Regions from separate parts of the Mus musculus genome. Here region 2 is linked to region 1. Evidence: chromatin contacts called from public Hi-C data. All regions are on one chromosome and are shown on one strand. Each heading gives the region's core, a stretch centred on a gene start, on an enhancer-like site or on the middle of the called end of the contact. The rest is flanking DNA. Distances are from core to core; before and after follow the strand shown. Region 1 has its middle 13 kb from the start of Mb21d2. Region 2 overlaps Atp13a5 (ATPase type 13A5).

What was found. A called contact is a pair of places that touch in the nucleus more often than the background predicts.
Region 2: a Hi-C map of epidermal suprabasal cells shows a contact between it and region 1, with 2.4 times the contacts expected there. The contact joins two enhancer-like sites. A contact is called at or near these places in 4 of 39 promoter capture datasets (cranial neural crest, hippocampal neurons, liver and 1 more) and 1 of 484 Hi-C or Micro-C datasets (epidermal suprabasal cells).

Annotation. Positions count from the first base shown.
Region 1 is chr16:28,941,452-28,944,151 of GRCm38.p6, forward strand. No RefSeq gene overlaps it. Among named protein-coding and RNA genes, the nearest start is that of Mb21d2, 13 kb to the left of the region's middle. Within about 2 kb of position 1,375, at least 3 of the 459 cell types and tissues checked have an H3K27ac peak or open chromatin away from gene starts, as enhancers often do. A contact at or near this core is called in epidermal suprabasal cells, where this site is marked.
Region 2 is chr16:29,348,652-29,351,351 of GRCm38.p6, forward strand. It overlaps Atp13a5 (ATPase type 13A5), which reads right to left. Exons shown (of 30, transcript NM_175650.4): 2 at 1,985-2,158; 3 at 305-451; 4 at 25-95. Among named protein-coding and RNA genes, the nearest start is that of Atp13a5, 29 kb to the right of the region's middle. Within about 2 kb of position 1,395, at least 3 of the 459 cell types and tissues checked have an H3K27ac peak or open chromatin away from gene starts, as enhancers often do. A contact at or near this core is called in epidermal suprabasal cells, where this site is marked.

The DNA.
Region 1 (2,700 bases), core at 125-2,624:
CACCCAAAAGCCCTCCTTGATGTGGGTGACTACTTGTGAAAGCTACATCTATGGAGTTTTCTGGTCAGTTTGCAGGTTGTCTCTTTCCAGCATGTGTTTCCTGCCTTTGTAATGTAAGTGGGAAAATCCTATGAATCATGTTGTTTTCAGAGCTTCTTGAAATCTCAGCAACTACCCTTCTCCATTTAGGAAGGAATGTCTTAATCTGAAAGCAATACCTATGCAACAGACGTCAATAATCTAAGGGTCTGTAGGCAAGCTACCAAACAGTCAATGTAGGCTTCAAATTTATAAGTAAGCTGTTAGTCCCAAGCATGGGAGAACAAAGACCACCAGCCCAAATCATCATGGCCAAATTAATTAAAGCAAGGTGTGTGTGTGTGTGTTTGTGTGTGTGTGTCTGTCTGTCTGTCTGTCTGTGTCTGTGTGTGTGTGTATATGTATGTGGTGTGTGCGCATATGAGCTGTCTCCCCCTAAGTTGGGTTTCAGGAGGTCAGCATTGAACGTGAGAAAGACAGGTTTTGATAGCTCAGGAATACGGGGTTTCCAGATGGGGGAAGTGGGGTTGGCAGGCAAAATAGACAGGGTTACAGGAGCAGAACATAAGCATAACAGGTTAGTCATAAGGACCTGACACAAAGACATTGGTTGCCAGGTAGTCATAACAAGACAGATGTAGCAATGGGTCATCATAATAAGGTAGCTAGAACAACCTTTTGAAACAAAGGTAGGTTTGCAAGATGGTTATTAACTTTTTGAAACAAACACATGGTTGTCATTCCTGGAGCAGGCAAAAATGGTACATGTACCAATGTTACAGAACCATTTGTCATTAAAGTCATAGGTGAGGTGTAGCCTACCTAATCCTTGATAAACAGGCCTTTAAGCCAAAGAGAGAGGCAGGATGGATATTCAAAACAAATAGCGAAAACCATGCAGCCAAAACCAGCCTGGAACTTGCTCTGTAGACTAGGCTGGCTTGGAACTCACCTCTGGATCCTCTTGTGTGCTAGGATGAAAGAATATGGCATTTTCAATGGCATTCTTTTTTTTTTTTTAACACCTCTTTACCACAACAAACGCTTATTGAGACTGTATCGTATGCAGTTTCCTTGCTTGACACTGAGGACACAAAAGATTCTTGTCCTACTGGATCCTACATGCCAGGTCAATCATTTAATCACAAACTGGCGTTATTTACTAAATTTAATCTCTGTCTGTAACAGCTTCTTCTAGAAAGCCAGATCGATAACACACCTACATGAAGAGATTTCGTTTTTTTAAAAAATTGGCTCATCGGCTGTGAGGACTGACAAGTCCAACCTGCTATACCAGGCAAGTCTGGAACTGGTGGGGCAGAAGCAGGCTGGGAACACATCACACTGCATGCTGTGTGATTCCCTGCTGCAAATCTCGGGTGTTGTCTTCAGAACCTCTCAGCTGGCTGAATATGATCCATCTACACTGTATAGGTCCTGCTCCCCACACTGAAAGCTGCACTCCTATATGGACTGAGTAACTAAACGGGATATCATGAAAATTTTGACAATAAAGTGTTTCTGAGCACAGAGCAACCAAAAGTAAGTTAAAATCAAACTCCTACTAAATTCCCAGTATTTGTAACAGCATTCTCCCAGGTTACTTCATGTAACTTCACTTCTCCCTTGGTTCTGAGCATGTAAGACTCTGGCGAGCCTTAGCTTACTGGGGACCCCTTGAGTGAACCACGTAGGGATCGATACAAGAAGCAAGAGGAATTTATTGTTCCAGTGCACTGGGGTCATCCCAGACCCGAAGGAGAGACAGCAACCCCATGCTGCTCATTTAGTGAGCTATTTATACAGTTTTCAGGGCAGCAGCCATTAGGCACAATGTGATTGGCAGAACAGTGTGACTTTTTAAACTGATTGGTCTTTAGGTGGCAAGAACTTCCCTTGTCTGAAGGTGGGCAATGGTCAGTCCTGTGGAATGTGTCCTCACCTGCAGGTTGGTCCCCGCCCCCCACTGTGGTCTGAGGAATGCTAATTAGCCTCTCCCTTAGGGGGGGAGGGGCAAGTGTTCCATGACTTTCCCAAAGTTCCTGAGCTAACCTTTTCAAGCACACAAAAGTGCTTTGCAATGAGCAGGCTTTCACACCTAGCAACACGGACAAACTGCTTGAAACACCCTGACTCAGATTTAAAACCATTGCCAGGATGTAATTTGTAATGAATATGTGATAGTTGCAATCGAATTTTATTTGGCTTTATTGAAAAACCAAATCATGAAACTTGCAGGAAAATGGATGGGTCAGGAAACTATTATAGTCCAGGCAATAACCCAGACTCTGTTGGAAAGACAAAAAACCACATCTTCTCTTTCCTATGCAGATCCCACAGTGTTTATTTGGATGTAATGGGTATGAGTGGACTATACTCTGTGGACCTGGAAAGGGGGCTGCAAGAGAGTATTGGACGGAGAAGAGGCTTTGAGCAAGGGATGGGAACACAGACAGAGCTTGCTCTAAGTGCCAGGACTCAGATAGGCAACCATCGCATGGTAAAAGCTCTGCTGTTTTAACTGCATACTCAGTTTTCTGCTCTTACAGAAACACAATGGTTTTGTTACAGAAAATAAAGACTTTTTAATATTTTTCCACCATCATGCCTCAGCATGTAAATGTCAAATTCATATATCTTTGGATGGGATTGGACTGACTT
Region 2 (2,700 bases), core at 145-2,644, 410 kb after region 1:
GCAGTGAGAAAAAGTTATACTTACCCAACTTTCTGAAATCGCTTCTTCAAGAAATCCCACACGTACCTTATTTTCTGCACTTGGATGCATCGTAGCTGCAACCACAAATAAGAAGGAACAGGGATCATACACAGAGGAAAGCCAAGCAAAGGCTAAATTCTTCAGTGTAGGTTCCCATGTGGGTATTACAACCCGGTATCATTCCAGCCCGAAAATGTTGCATTCAAAACTTGAACCAATAAACACACACTCAACTTTGTCTCCACAAATGGTGCCAAAACATCCCACACATAAGACCTCTTACTTTTAGTTCTGGCTTCATCACAGCTTGGTTTATGACTGAGTGGTGGTCAGCTACCAGAGGTTCCTCTGGGTTCTTGCTTATAGGAAACTTCAGTGTGGATAAGTGGAGGCAGAAGACCTTTTTCCTCATATATCTTCGAAATTCATCCTTGAGATGTCAACAAACAAGAGGAAAATCTCAGACCTCACTCAGAATGCAAATTCTTAGCCCCACTCTAGACTCTACAGTGTCAGAAACTTAGGAACTGGAGTCAGCAGTCTGTGTTTCAGTGAGCCTTCCAGAGGCTCCTGATATGTTCAAATATTTGAGAAATGTTGGGCATATTTTATAGTTAAGCATTATGTCTAGAAACTTTCTTAGATGACTCTATTTCCTTTTTATTATTTAAATGTTTGAGACAGGGATTCTTTGTGTGTTCTATACTGAGATCACCCTCTTGGTTAGCCTGCCTTTTCTTCCCAAGGCTTGGGATCATAAGTGTGCACCACCATGATGGGCTCTGGCTATTTTTAAATAATCTCTACAAGCTTAAATTCTCTAGAATACTCCTATGCAGACAGTTTTGAAAACTGAGTGTTCTCACGTCATGTGGTCTCTGAGACTTGTAACAATGACAGCTACTGCCCCATGTAATGGCAGAAAGCAACATCCCTCATCTTGAAATACCAGACATTTCTGCAGGCTGAAGTGAAGGAAGTGTCAGCATTCTTGGGCTAGCCCAGAGATAACGTGTGGCTTGAAAAGATGGTTTTTCCTCCTCTCGTTCTGGTCTAGGTAAACTGCTTGAATGGATGAGATCGTCCCTCTAGAATACTAATCAGTCAGTGCTGGGTCACAAAGGCAGAATACAAAATGTTTGTTTTCTTTAAAAGTTATATTTCATTTTTTATTTGCGATATAGTACTTGCATATATTTATGAGTCTTGTGTAATTATTTCCTCTGAACTGAAATATTCCCTCCTTGAAGACTCAGAAAATAAACAAAACTCACAAGTCTGAACAAGTTCCTAAGAGAAGAATCCCAAGAGGTCTCCCACTGGCTACACAGGCAGTAACAAGTTCCTGAAAGAAGAGGTTCTCTAACCTGTTTAATCACTTCCCGATAAAGCAAGGAGTTCTAGGAATGGGGTGTGCTCTCCAGTGCTGCAACTGCCTGTGATTCACCCACAATCTTGAGAGCAATATATATGTATGTATATATCTTATGCATATACTATATGTGTCTATAGCATATACATTCTAGAGATGGGTGAAATTATTTCTTTGATCTGTTGTCAGTGAATAGACAATTGTTCAGGTCTTTTCAGAAACATTCACACAGCAATAGGGTATGTTCTGAAAGATCAAATCAATGTAATAGGCCTCTTAACCACTTTAGAAATTTAACATTTGTGTAGGAAACACTCAAAACCCTGTCCAATAGCTATTTTTAAATTTTTCTGTCAGCCATTCTATCCTATCATGCAATAGAATATTAACAGGTATTCCCCTATTCAACTGTAGCCTTGTATCTACTAATCATTTTCCCTCTATCTCTCCTTCCCCTTCTCAGGCTTTGAGAATTAGTAATCACTATTCTATATGTCAACTCCATATCTTCCTTGTGTAAGTGAGAATATACAGTATCTGTCTTTCTATAATGATCATGGCATTTAAAATGGACATGAGAAAGTTACGCACGGTTGTCCTCAGCAAAATTGTGTCTGCTTCTTGCAAGGGGCATGGGATGCAACTGGTCCACACCCACCACTCAGGCCTCCAGTAGAACATCAGCTGAACTGCCCCAAGAGTCAGGATGGCTGTGACAAGGCACAGTGCTCTCCGTAAATTCTGGGTATGGTAGCCAAACACCTCCTGCATAATAAATAGAACATTTTATGTTTCAGTATTTACAAAAGTATCATTTTGATTCACAGAATATATGCTTTAGATTCAGGGCTGTTGGTTGAGAACATCAGTTGATAGAATTGAGTTGACTGCAGCTGACATCTAATATATAAAAGAACAGAGAAGCACAACACTTCCTACCTCTCTGTCATGTAAAATCACACATTAAATGGGATAAAAAAGGAAGTTCTACCTGCTTCTATGCCATCCCAAGAGGTACCCCAAGTGTGAGTAACATACCTCATGTTTTAAAGCAGCTTTATTTTCTTAAGGTATTAAAAAAAATGTTGGAGGCATACCTAGATACCCTGAGATACAAACTGTTCCCTAAATGCCATTGTCTGATCATGACTCCATCCAACTTCACCAGGCAGGCAGCACCAGTAACATTAGGTTAGACACCTCCCTGCCCTGACCCAGTCCCCTGGGGCATGCCCATATCTCCAGCAATGTGTACTGCCCATCCACTGTCCAACTTGAGGATGCCTACCCAAGGCCAGTTGCAACAG